Linked DNA regions of Mus musculus: region 2 is linked to region 1. A link is a contact called in public ChIA-PET data. All regions are on one chromosome and are shown on one strand. Each heading gives the region's core, a stretch centred on a gene start, on an enhancer-like site or on the middle of the called end of the contact. The rest is flanking DNA. Distances are from core to core; before and after follow the strand shown.

Region 1 (6,377 bases), core at 927-3,426:
AAAGAAATACTTATACTTATAGGCCTAATTTCAGAAAAGGAAAAAAAATAAAATGATACCATTCAATATCACATTTTACAAAAAGAAAAAAAAAAGAATGGTGATTGGTTAATAGCAAATATTTAACCTTAAAAGTTATGACCAGTCTCAGGTGTGGAAATAGTAAATCAGAGTGCCTGAAAGAATCTTGATGCATGGATTTGTAAAACATTTTAATTGATGAAGCTCGTTACCATTCCTTTCCATTCCGGAGTTAAGAGATTAAAAGCAAACTAACAAACATAGCCACCCTCCAACTTGAGAGCTTCTTTGTGACACTGTGAATGTTCTGAATGATGTCTCGGTGTTTCTGTCACAGTGGTCTTTACTTTATGATCAGTTTTCAAAGAAGTATGAAACTCAGTTGTGACAAAGGTGTTAGCAATTGCTATTGTGAAAGGCCTTTGAGAAAAGTATGAATTAGTTACCACAGGGAGACCTATGCAAATAAACACACAAATGAACAAATAGTTTGGGACATGGCAAAGGACCAGCCACAGGTCCTTGTAGTAGCCCAGTTACATCATACATGCAGTTTCTACACCTAACGCATTCGTTCTACTGTGGGCTCCAGATCACGTAGCATAGGAACTTCGTGCCTGCAGGATTGCCTTAACAGCCACTGTCGGTTTTTAAAGAATAGTGGAAAGAAAAACAACAAATTCTGACTCAATTCTTCATACATGCTGGTCAAATATTAGAAGTCCTGTGCATACCATCTAACTGAAATTTGTCCACAGTTTTAAAAGCTTTGATTCTTTGACACAAGGCAATAGCCGTGCATAAACAGGGACCAAAAACCTAGCCCGTTCTCTGGTGTACTCACTCAGGGGCCGCTTGTGCCGGGGTCAGCGTGGATGTATCTGCGGGGCCTCCCGTAGGCTTCAGCTCTTGATTGCCCTGCTTGTATTTCTTAATGAAGTCCATCAGAACAGCCTGGTGTCCAATTTTCTTTACCAGTTGCTGTACCATCCGATCATTAAGGGCCAGGAGTGTGGCCCCACTGACTTCTTCCTCTGGGAAAAAAGAAAATTAACTTTCATATCACTTTCCAGGAAAACATGGGCACAGAAAGAAGATAAAACTAGTTCTGGTTTTAAAACGATTATCTAAGCTTGAGATGGCAGTCACTGCATTATCTGTCAGGGCTCTAATACAGCATAGTTCCAAACTGAAGCCTGCTGCTAAGAAATCACCAGACCGCAAGTCCCAATAAAAACTGCGTTTGTTTGTTTGCATATTAATACCCCTTTTCCAGGCCAATTTTTACAGTCAACAGAAATAGAAGTCTTTCGGGGAAGCTATTTTTATAATACCTCCTACTTGCTATTTAACACTGGCACATCCCATACTGTATAGAACACGAGTGATTATGTAAGACAAAAGAAACACACAAAGTCTATGTCAAAGGTAACTTCCAAGAGTTTGCAATCATCTGGAAATAACACTCTCTTCAGAGGATGCTAGGTAAACTGGAAACTGCCTCAGTCTGTGGGAAAGAGATGAAGTTCCTCATCAGAACAGCTCCTTATCCACAAACAGGCAGACCCTAGGCAAGAAAAGCAGCTTTCACAACAGAGCGCACCCGCACGACTGCATGGCTCAAATAAAATCCACACAAAGTATACAAACAACTTACCTTGAAACCTGGGGACTAGCTCACCTAAGTTTTTTTCCACCAACCATTTGCAGACCTGATCAACTGACCACGTTTCCATTGCTGGATTCTTGTCAATACACCTGTAGAATAAAAAGTGGGGATAGCTTGCCTGCTTGCCTGTCTCCCTCCCTTCCTTCCTTCCTTCCTTCCTTCCTTCCTTCCTTCCTTCCTTCCTTCCTTCCTCCCTCTCTGATTATTAGTCTTTGATTAGATTTTTAAACAGTCAGCTTTCTCTCCTCTGCTAAACTCCTTTCAATACATGGCTTTAAAAAGAAAATGTTTCTACAATGCAACATGTAAAAGTTGCTAATAAATCAAATTGTTGCTTAAAGGTGGATTTTAGCCTATTTCTCAGTCTCATTTCTTCACCTTCTCCTACTTGATTTCCGCAGGCATCCGTCAGCTTCAATAGCAGACAGCCGGCACATACAATGGTACCCAATGCTGTACCATTAACACCCAGGTTTCTTCACAAAGAACAGAAAGGTGTGAAATCATCAGGAAGTGGTTGACATTTACAGAGGGGTGGGCAGGGGAGAAAGGGAGGAAGGATCAGATAAAAGTCTGACTGAGAGACGTAAGTAAACCAGGATGCCTTAACCCCTTGCTTCTCCCAACTAAGAGAGAGATGACCCACTGTCCTCACAGCTCTGGGCCAGCAGCAAACTCTTTTCTCAGGGGAAACTAGCCTCATGTGCCATTCTCCTGTCGTTCCAATGTTACTCCTACATACTGGAGTATGCTCTCAAACAGTACCAAACACTATTGTAACACATCTATCTGTCTGTCTATCTATCTATCTATCTATCTATCTATCTATCTATCTATCTATAGCTTTATCGGTTATAACATATATGTATATACACATATATGTATATACAAATATGTATAATATACACACATATGCATATTTATACATATATATGTATATATGCATATATATACATGTGTATACATATATGAAGATATAGAAATATGAGGATACATACACATGGGTATGCATATATCTTTATATATCTATATCTATGTAGTTAGTTGTGCAGGTCAAGTTAGGACATACCTGAAGATGTTAGTGTTGTCAAAGTGAAAGAAGCAAACACAGATTTTGCATGGATCACTCTTAACTACCCCCACTAACTTTGCACCAACAGACCAGTCTACCATCTTCCATAAATTTGTAATTTCCTCGAGGAAGCTTTTTTTCTGCATTTATAATTCAACCCAGGAGACTTCTAAGGAATTGATAGAAACAAAGTCAAAAACAGTCTTAAATTATTTTAACCCTTCAACATTATTTTCAACATTGACTTTTATTCCAGATGATTTATCATTTTTCTGTATGATACCTGCTATTTTGTAAAGACAAAGTGAGAAGGTTCCCTTGGTGGAATTGGAATATAGATGTGTTTGTGTGTGTGTGTGTGTGTGTGTGTGTGTGTGTGTGTGAGAACATCTTTGTAGTTTTTAATTTTGTGTTTTTAACTAAATTATAGTTACCAACATCAGAAAAATAATCCCCAGTAGGAAGAAAAAAAGATGTACCCAACATTCAAGAAAACCTGACAATAACAGCCTTCAAAAGCAGTTTCCTAGAAAACAAGAAACTTCAAAGTAATGGGCCACACACTCCTAAGTATCCACAAACACTGACTGGAAAAACTGAAAACAAGGGTTAAATACAGAGGAACACCTTTAGAATTTCAACAGTGGATTTAATTTGCTTCAACAAACAGTAGCCACAAAGCTCCTCCCCAGGCTAAGCAGCAATTGCAGGGTGTGAAAAGTCATTATTTGCAAGACTCTGGTGTAAATTAAAAATCACACCTTTCTGTCACACTTCTGGCTTCCTTGTGAAGAGTAAGAGTTAGAAAAAATTGAAGAGAGAGAGAGAGAGAGAGAGAGAGAGAGAGAGAGAGAACACATCTTAAACACCAAGGTTAGACAATATGCAGAGTAGGAAGACCTGCCCTGCAGTCAGCCACTGAGAGAAGAAAGGAAATCAGAAAGAAAAATAGCAGTTGGAAGCATAGGATCTTTTTTTCAGTTGAGGAAGGCTTTCTCCAATTTGCCTTTGGTAAAAACACAATAATTATCCGATAATGAGCTTGGACAAACATAAGAAAATAAAAACTTGTAGTTTTTCACTCTACACTTTCTGAATATTAAATGAAATACTGTTGCTGCCTAGTCAGTTCAGCATTACCACAAAGGGAAAAGCACTCCTCCATTCAATGAGGAAAATAAATATTTCAAGTAGCTTCTTGTTGAGGTTCTGTAACCTTGAAAATATGTCCAAATACTTTGCACAATAGCAAGAAAATAACAAAGGAGAATTAGTACCATGTGTGAGCACACCAGCCAACAACTCTAAGTGGATTAAGTTTTGCTTCCATGAAATAAATTTGTATTAAATATTAAAGGGGTAGGTCCATCTAATTAAAGCCACACAGAGAAAAGACTTGAGGTAAAGCACCTTACATAGGAGGGAATTTTATTTAATAAATTTGTTAAACTCCAAGGGAGATAATAGGGTAGACTGCTGTGCACATGATTTAGAATTTCTAATATAACACAAAAGGATTAACCACAAAGGAACAGTTATTTATAATTTAATAAAATATTAAAATATTCTCTCTCTCTCTCTCTCTTTCTGTTTCCACTTTTTATTCCCTGCAGTTTAAAAGCAGACAAGAAGACTCCTAGGACCTTTGCTGACAGCATGTGGGCTCACCTGGACCAGTCCCTCATCCCAACATGCATAGAGCTTCTATCTTTATAGACAGAACAAGCCATGGAGCAGAAGTATCCAGTGTCTAGACCGCTGTGTAGAGTTAGCAGTCTTAGTGGCATCTGAGGTGATAACATTGTGGTATTCAGTGGGCATCAGCTTTGTATCTATAATGACCCATTATTTATCCCACCCATCACTAGACAGGATGGATGCAAACTGGAATAATCAAGTAGAATACCTTGCTTACTTTAGTTATCAAGATGTTTGCTGCAGATAGCCCAGATCTGGGTGAGTGAATGTCCAAATATCTGCAGCCTTACCAGGAAAAAAAAATAAGTCATAGGTTACCAGAGCAAGACAGAGGCAATCAGGGTGGGCAGCAATGTTGGGAAACACCAGGCTGCTGGATTTTCCCTTTGCGCCTGGGAAGAAAAGCATCTTGAGCTGGAATGTGGTGACAGATGTAGTTTAAACAGTGGAGGGACTGAGAAAGGTGGGGTCTCTGTAAGTAAGTGGGTGCTGCTTCTGAAATGGGAACCACATGGCAGGCAGTATTTTTTGAAGCTCTGAGCTGAGTTTGTAGATAGGGCTTAAGCTCACGAGTGCTATTGATTGATTGGGTGTTCCATGCTTTCAAAAGATTATTCAGGCAGCAAAGTCAGAAAAGCTGCAAGAAAGGATTCTTTCTTGAAGTAAATGTTGCATGAGATTATTATTATTATTATTATTATTATTAATAATAATAATTACTGTGTGTATGTGTATGCATATTAGTAAAAAATATATAGCTTTTTTATGTAATCATATTTTTAAAGTATGTAAGAACTAGGTTTTTACAGGCACTGATATAAGCATCACGTTTCTTTCATCTTTTGAAAGCTCAGATTTTGTTTTAAATACTAGAATTCTTCAGGGGAATAACATTTCCATTTTTTTCCCCATTAGTTTTTGCCAGAAAAACATCAGCAACTACAGAGCTGGCAGATCCCGAATAAGACACATGCACTCAATGATGCTGCCCATGAGGCCTAGGAACTGGCTGATTTTGGACACCTAAGACTGTGCGGTTGAAGGGGTCGGTGAGACTGGTAGGCAGAAGCTCACTTGTATAGTCTGCACAAGATGCTGGGCTAAATTTCCAGCATGCCCACCCAAAAGTTTACAGTGAGTAAACTGTATGATTACAAATTACGATTGTCTTGATTTTGTAAATGACTCCATCTTCGATCTTTTGCTCCAGGAAGTTTATTTCAGAGGGATCCATAATCTACCACTCCAGTGAAACCGAGGAAGAGGAGAAAGAGTAAACACAACAGTAGTTACTGAATTTTACATTTTTATTATTGTGTGTGCACCGTGGGAGCAATGGGGAATGAGCCCATGCTGCAGTGTGCTGCGGAGGTCACAGAACAACTGTGTGAAGTGGGTCTCTCCTTTCACATTTACATGGATTCAGGATTGATCTCACATTGGTGGCCTCATCCTTAACTATTATATTTGCTGAGAAGCAGTCTGAGGATTTTAATTAAAATAGTAAATTAGAGCTGCCATGCACAGAGTTGCCAGTCTTTCTTATTCCCATGAGTCCAGTATTTCAAGGACACCTGGCTCACTTGTCCTCTTAATCAAACTTGTTTCATGCTTGCTTCTGGTTACTTTATGGTCAGAACTCAGGAATCAGGGATCTCCGAAGAAATCTACCTGGCTCTTGCCAGAAAGGGTAACTTCAAACTGCTGTTATAACTGTCAGTTCTTGCAGAATTCATTTATAAATTCCAAATAAAATTAGTGTTTTAATTTCTACAATTCTAGTACACATTAATAAAAAAGAAGTGGTTCTCCTCCCACACCCTCTCCCCCTCCCCCCTATGAGCTGATCCTATGCCACAGGACCCAGAGCTGATCCTGTGCAACAGCTCTCCATACCCAAATACCACTGGGAGAGAG
Region 2 (5,780 bases), core at 2,906-5,405, 96 kb before region 1:
GCAGCAAATAAAATATGTCATTCTTATGGCTCACAAGGACTAGATGCAAGGGCACATACAACCTTTCACTGCAGATAAATGAACCTCATGATTCTGAACCCTGGAATTAAGGTTTTCCAGTGCCCTCAGTGGACAGTAGAACAGACTCTCTGCAGCCTGGGTCTCTAGTAAGAGTCTGAGCATCCTCCTGCTCTGGATTCATCCTTTAGGTAGCAGGGAGTAAAGAGGACAGAGGGGCAGCAGTGACACTCTCAGGGTTCCCTCCAGATGGAACAGGTATTAGCATCAGGGAAAACTTTCAGTCTGGGCAGTGATGTCAGGCAGCTGTTTTGAGGGTACAAATCTAATGGAAGAAATATGCTCTGATTAAATTGAACATAAATTATGTCGAATTAAAGATTAAAAGGAGAAAGAGAGAGAATATGGTCAGCCTATTTTATTATCTCTTAATTGGGCCGACAGCTTAATCAGTGGAATGTAAGTGTTCCCCCCACCCCCATAAGTGTTCTCTGACAAGATGTATCCCTGGAGAAAAGTCAGTGGGGTGGATGTGCAGCAGCCTGTGTCTCTGCCCCATAGCTGCTCCTCTAGTAATGACTTGCACCATGTCGTGATTAACTGCCCTGAACCATCACTAGATTCTAGACATGGTTAACACACAACCTAATCTTAGGCTGTGTTTTGGCATTGGAGAGTTAAATCTATGTCTACATTCTCCACCTCAGAATAGTCAGGTATTTATGGTCATAAATAGATATTAAAATTATGTGATAAATATTATAAATATATAATTTCAGGGTTCAAATGTATGTTAAGTGCTCTGTATATTATTTGCATGTGCCTATTTAATTCACTTAGGTCTTAACAGCATTTTCAGATATATTGGGCTACATTTTTGCAACTCTACTTGTATAGTTTTACTTTGTAGCATTTACTTGCTTAAAGCATTACAGTGTTACCCATATGCTTCGGTTTGAAATGAAGGATTTTCACTGGAGGGTAGAAATGACTTACATTGTTTTGTGGCTGACATAAGGAATATTCCAGTATCGTACTCTGAGATTACGATATTTTTCCACAAAAAATTGTGAGGGTTACTTACACATTGGTTTCCCTCAAGCACTAGCTTAGTGAACTTTTATGGCTGATACTATGTGGATTTCCTTAAAATACTTAATATTCCTAATGACAGTGTATGTTGACAGGGAGCTCCGCTGCAGCTGCTGTGAACAGAACTTTCTGTAGTAGCAAGCCAAACTTGTAATAGCTTGAAGCTTTTCATATAGGAAGGTGACCTACTTTCTTGAGCGAGTACTTGAGAGATGTTCACAGAGCTAAAAGTGAATTAGTAATGACTCCACATTTTTAAGAGAATTAAGTGCATCTTTTCTGTGAAATAATTTTCATTGTCCGATCTGAAATCAAGGAAAAGAAGGCCAAATAAGCCATGTGTTGACTCAGACTTGCCTGCCTAGTATCCGTCTCCTAACTAAGGTATTAAAGCACGTGCTGAAATTAATTATTTTAAACTCTGCAAGCTTGGGGGTGTTTAGTTCTGAGGCCCAGTTAATTGAATGTAACGTAGAGCTTTGTTTGTCTTTGTTGCCAGTAGAAAGCAACCCCACTGTGAGGCGGCCAATAGCGGTTCTAAATGAGGTGAAAGAAGCTGTGAATGCCTGTCCTTGAAGCAGGGTACAGAGTGTGTAGGTCTTTGCTGCTGAAGTGCGCGCTCATCTCTAATTAAATCTGCGTGTTTCCATAGACAGTGATCCCGTCAGGCTTTCGAGTTGGGATGAAGCTCGAGGCTGCAGACAAAAAGAGCCCTTCTGTCATCTGTGTTGCTACGGTAACAGATATGGTGGACAATCGTTTCCTGGTACATTTTGACAACTGGGATGAGAGCTATGACTATTGGTGAGACAGTTTCCATTACAACGCTTTTGAAATTTTAATGCTTATCTAGGGAAAAAAATCAGTACACAGTTCAAAATAAGGGACAATATGAAGTTCATAAGAAGCCCAAAAGTTCTAACTATGACTGACGTCAGCCTCGCTCTTAGGAGGTGGTGCAGGAGGATCGGGGCTCAAGGCCATCCTCTGCTACCTAGGGAATTGTGAGACTGTCTTGAAAAGAATAACAGTGCTCACATGGCAAGTCATGACTACCCTTAACTTTGTCTCTGGGGAGTCAAGTGCCCCCTTCTGTTGTCTGAGCACTGCACACACGGTACACAGAAATATAAGCAGGCAAATTACCCATACACAGAAAAATAAAATAAAATACTATAAGAGAAAAGAAAGAAAATAAAAAGCAAAAATTAAATCAAAATTCTGCTCCACTTTTTTGTATTACAGGTTTGTAAGCTTGTTCTACATTATATTTTTAAGCATGTCCCATGCCAGGAGTGGTGGCCCACACCTTTAATCCCAGCACTTGGGAGGCAGAGGCAGGCGGATTTCTGAGTTCGAGGCCAGCCTGGTCTACAGAGTGAGTTTCAGGACAGTCAGGGCTACACAGAGAAACCCTGTCTCGAAAAACCAAAAAAAAAAAAAAAAAAAAAAAAAAGAAGAAGAAGAAGAAGCATGCCCCATATTGTATCTCTAGTACAATATATTTCTAATGAAATCCTTTGAAATGACTCAGGATGTGTATTTGATTTAACAAACATAAAATTTGTATTCCTGAATTCCCAACACATGCCTCCATGTCTGAGCATGCACAGGCTCATTTTCTTCCTCATCTTGAGAGTCTTGTATAACTCTTTGAGAATTTTAACTATCTTTCCATATATTTATACTCAGCTAATTGAACCATTCAGATAGCTGAATACAAATGATATCATTTAAGGAATATTTTTTATTATTATATTATCTTACCATTTTCATAGTATGATGCTCTTAAAGTACAAAGTCTCTTTGTATTGCCCTAACTTTCCTGAAACTTGAGGTGCAGAACAGGGCTGGCCTTGAACTCACAGAGATCAACCTGCCTCTGTTGTCCAGGACATCACAGTGTTTTAAAGCCATAATTACTTCTTCAGTATGACATTGACTCTGCACATGGATTTCTGGAAGAAAGTAATGACCATGGGAAGCTTTTCACAAGTGCCCTGGTGAATAAACAGATAGAACCCTGCTTCCTTCTGATAAATGCAAAGGGAAATCTGCTCTCTTATAACTCATTCTGCATATTTAAAAGCATACACTAATGCCTTTATCTTCAGACTGGGATGTCTTTGAGGGCTACTTATGTTTCTATTGACATGAAATGATATTTTGTTAATTGTCAGCAAAAGAAAGTGTGTTCCCTTCCTTAGTGTGCAACTAAGGCACATTTAAAATTGCTTAATGCTGGACTGTCTCTATTTCTCTAGTCTTTTGAATTTGGGATTTTTTTCTTCCTGTATAAATTACTTTGGTGTGTAATTGAGGTTACATATTTCCTTTCCTTTTTTAGTTTAAAGTAGTTTTGAAATGAGAGCTCCCAGCCCCGTAGTATAGAGATGCTGTATTCCACTTTATACAGAAGAAATGAAAAGCATGTGTCTGTCTACATCAAGATAGTGTGTGTTTAGTTGTAATGAAGAATTTCTGCCTTCTAAAAAGGAACATGAGGAAATTGTGTGCAGGACTGAGGAAAGGAAAAGAGTGTATGCTAAAAATAAAATATACCTCTGGGTTTCCTGATAGTTGTTCGCCTCAAGGTCAGTCTTAATATTCACAGAATATTCAAACTAGACATTACTTTAAAGATGCAGGAAGGAAGCCGGGCAGTGGTGGCACATGCCTTTAATCCCAGCACTTGGGAGGCAGAGGCAGGCGGATTTCTGAGTTCAAGGCCAGCCTGGTCTACAGAGTGAGTTCTAGGACAACCAGGGCTATACAGAGAAACCCTGTCTAAAAAAACCAAAAAATAAAAAATAAAGATGCAGGAAGGAAAGTGAGGATTGTTACTAGGATCCTACCAGAGATGAGTCAACAAATTGAAAGTCTTCACTCCAGTAGCCTTGGACTGCACTCAGGTATTCAAGACCCAAAGATAGCACCAAGTATTTCGGGTAGGGGTTTTTAAAAGGTAGAAACCACATCCTGTATGTCTTGCTCTGCAGCTGCAGGGAGAGGTTTTGCGCAAGAAAATCTTTTAACAGATGCTAAGATAAGCAGTTAGATGGAGGAGGGGTTTTGTACAAACAGTCAGTTTAGCAGAAGCTAAGGTAAGGTAGCTGGAGTGTTGTGACCTTGGGCTCCTAGAATAGGGTTTGCTTGTTGTCTATGGGATTCTCTATCAAAGGGATCAAATTCTAGTTTAAACTTGAAATGGCCACAACAAGAGTACAAGATAGAGGAACCTCTGCATTGTCTTGCTCTGTTATAAGCACCTTAGGAATACTGTACCCTACCCCCTATTGCATACGCAGCCTCTTTCCCTCTTCCCTCCCTCTTGCCTGATATTGGGCTCCAGAGACAGAACATATGATGAGAATTGTCTCCTCTTCTTCCCCCCAGGCACTGGGAAATATTTTTCCTTGGAAAGAAATGCTATTTTAGTGTGATCGTGTCTTTGGGGATCCAGCTCCAGGACAGCATGACCATGGGACTTAATATGTTTAGCACAAAGTCCTGAGTGCGTGGATCTGCAGCCTCAGCCCCTTGGGTTTCAGTTTGTTGTGATGGATCTCTTGGTGAGTTAGGGCAAAAGTCAGCAAAGAGTAGATCTGTCGAAAGGGAAGCATCAAATTGGTGACGTGGAAGAAACCACCTTTCCCCAGCTGTTTCTGAGTAACTACAAACTGTGCCTCAAGGTCCAGCTCTTTAATATTTACAAGTTTACAATAATAATAACTTTAGTTTTCTCATAATATAATATTAACTGATTTGTAACATGGGTCTTAGAGTGCCATGAACTTTTATTACTAAGTTTAGTTGGAAGTACACTGAGTGGTGTTTTTGCAGAAGGGCATGCAGTGAATGGAACTTAAGTCTTGAACTTTGGCACTGGGGACCTGTGTTCTCAGGTAGGAGAGAAACGTGCCCTCAGTCATTGGTGCTTAGGGTTTAATTGTGTACCCACCTCCAACCCCACCCCACCCCACCCCCACCCCGTACCATCTGTTGCTGTCTTGTGTGGCATGTGGAATGAAGGATTGATTCAACCTCACTGGAGGGTTCATGAAGAAAGGCAGAAGACATGGGATTAGAGTTACACCTGAGGGGATGTTGAGTCACTGTCAGGCATGCTCTGTGGAAACTGGCACCTTGTAGCTTACTTAACTCTTGCGGCCTAGTTGCCCCTTCTGTAGGGGTCAGATAATACCTGCTTCATCGCATGCCACAGGATTCAAATAAAAGTTTCAGGGGGCAGAAATCAGTTCGCAAGTACTTGAAGCATGGAAGGGGCAAGTGCGGACATCATCTTCTAAGGTTGTATTCCTGCACTTAGAGTATGTTGAGTGTGGTTTCTGGGCTAGAAGAAGGTCTCAAAGCACTGTGAAGGAAGGGAGTGTAGCTATCTGACACGAGATGACTGGTCACATTAATCACGTCTTCTCTCTCAGCACAGAGAAAAAGAAGAAATATCCTTGCTTGGCTCTCATGCATACACATGGAAGTTGATGTAGTTTTTGGGAAAAGGAGGCTGGAGGATCAAAAAAGTGAAAGTCACTCTCTACACAGCAAATTCAAGGCTAGTCTGAGCTAAACAAATACCCACCTCCAACAAAGCACATCTCCCTTTTAACCCTAGGGGCTGGGGTACTCACTTAGCCTGTTGGAATTTGTAT

What was found. ChIA-PET counts read pairs in DNA pulled down with a chosen protein or histone mark.
Region 2: a contact with region 1 is called in an RNA polymerase II ChIA-PET map of memory CD8 T cells, with 92 read pairs. The contact joins the enhancer-like site here to the promoter of Samd3 in region 1. A contact is called at or near these places in 2 of 484 Hi-C or Micro-C datasets (CD4 T cells and effector CD8 T cells), 2 of 115 datasets of contacts at active chromatin or transcription factors (effector CD8 T cells and memory CD8 T cells) and 3 of 9 other capture datasets (adipose tissue, liver and pancreatic islet).

What each region holds. Positions count from the first base shown.
Region 1 is chr10:26,225,506-26,231,882 of GRCm38.p6, reverse strand. It overlaps Samd3 (sterile alpha motif domain containing 3), which reads right to left and starts at 2,176. Exons shown (of 11, transcript NM_001115154.1): 1 at 2,069-2,176; 2 at 1,679-1,779; 3 at 866-1,055. The coding sequence starts at 1,757.
Region 2 is chr10:26,323,821-26,329,600 of GRCm38.p6, reverse strand. L3mbtl3 (L3MBTL3 histone methyl-lysine binding protein) reads left to right here. Exons shown (of 22, transcript NM_001359254.1): 12 at 1,763-1,914. Among named protein-coding and RNA genes, the nearest start is that of L3mbtl3, 47 kb to the left of the region's middle. Within about 2 kb of position 4,155, at least 56 of the 459 cell types and tissues checked have an H3K27ac peak or open chromatin away from gene starts, as enhancers often do. A contact at or near this core is called in effector CD8 T cells and memory CD8 T cells, where this site is marked.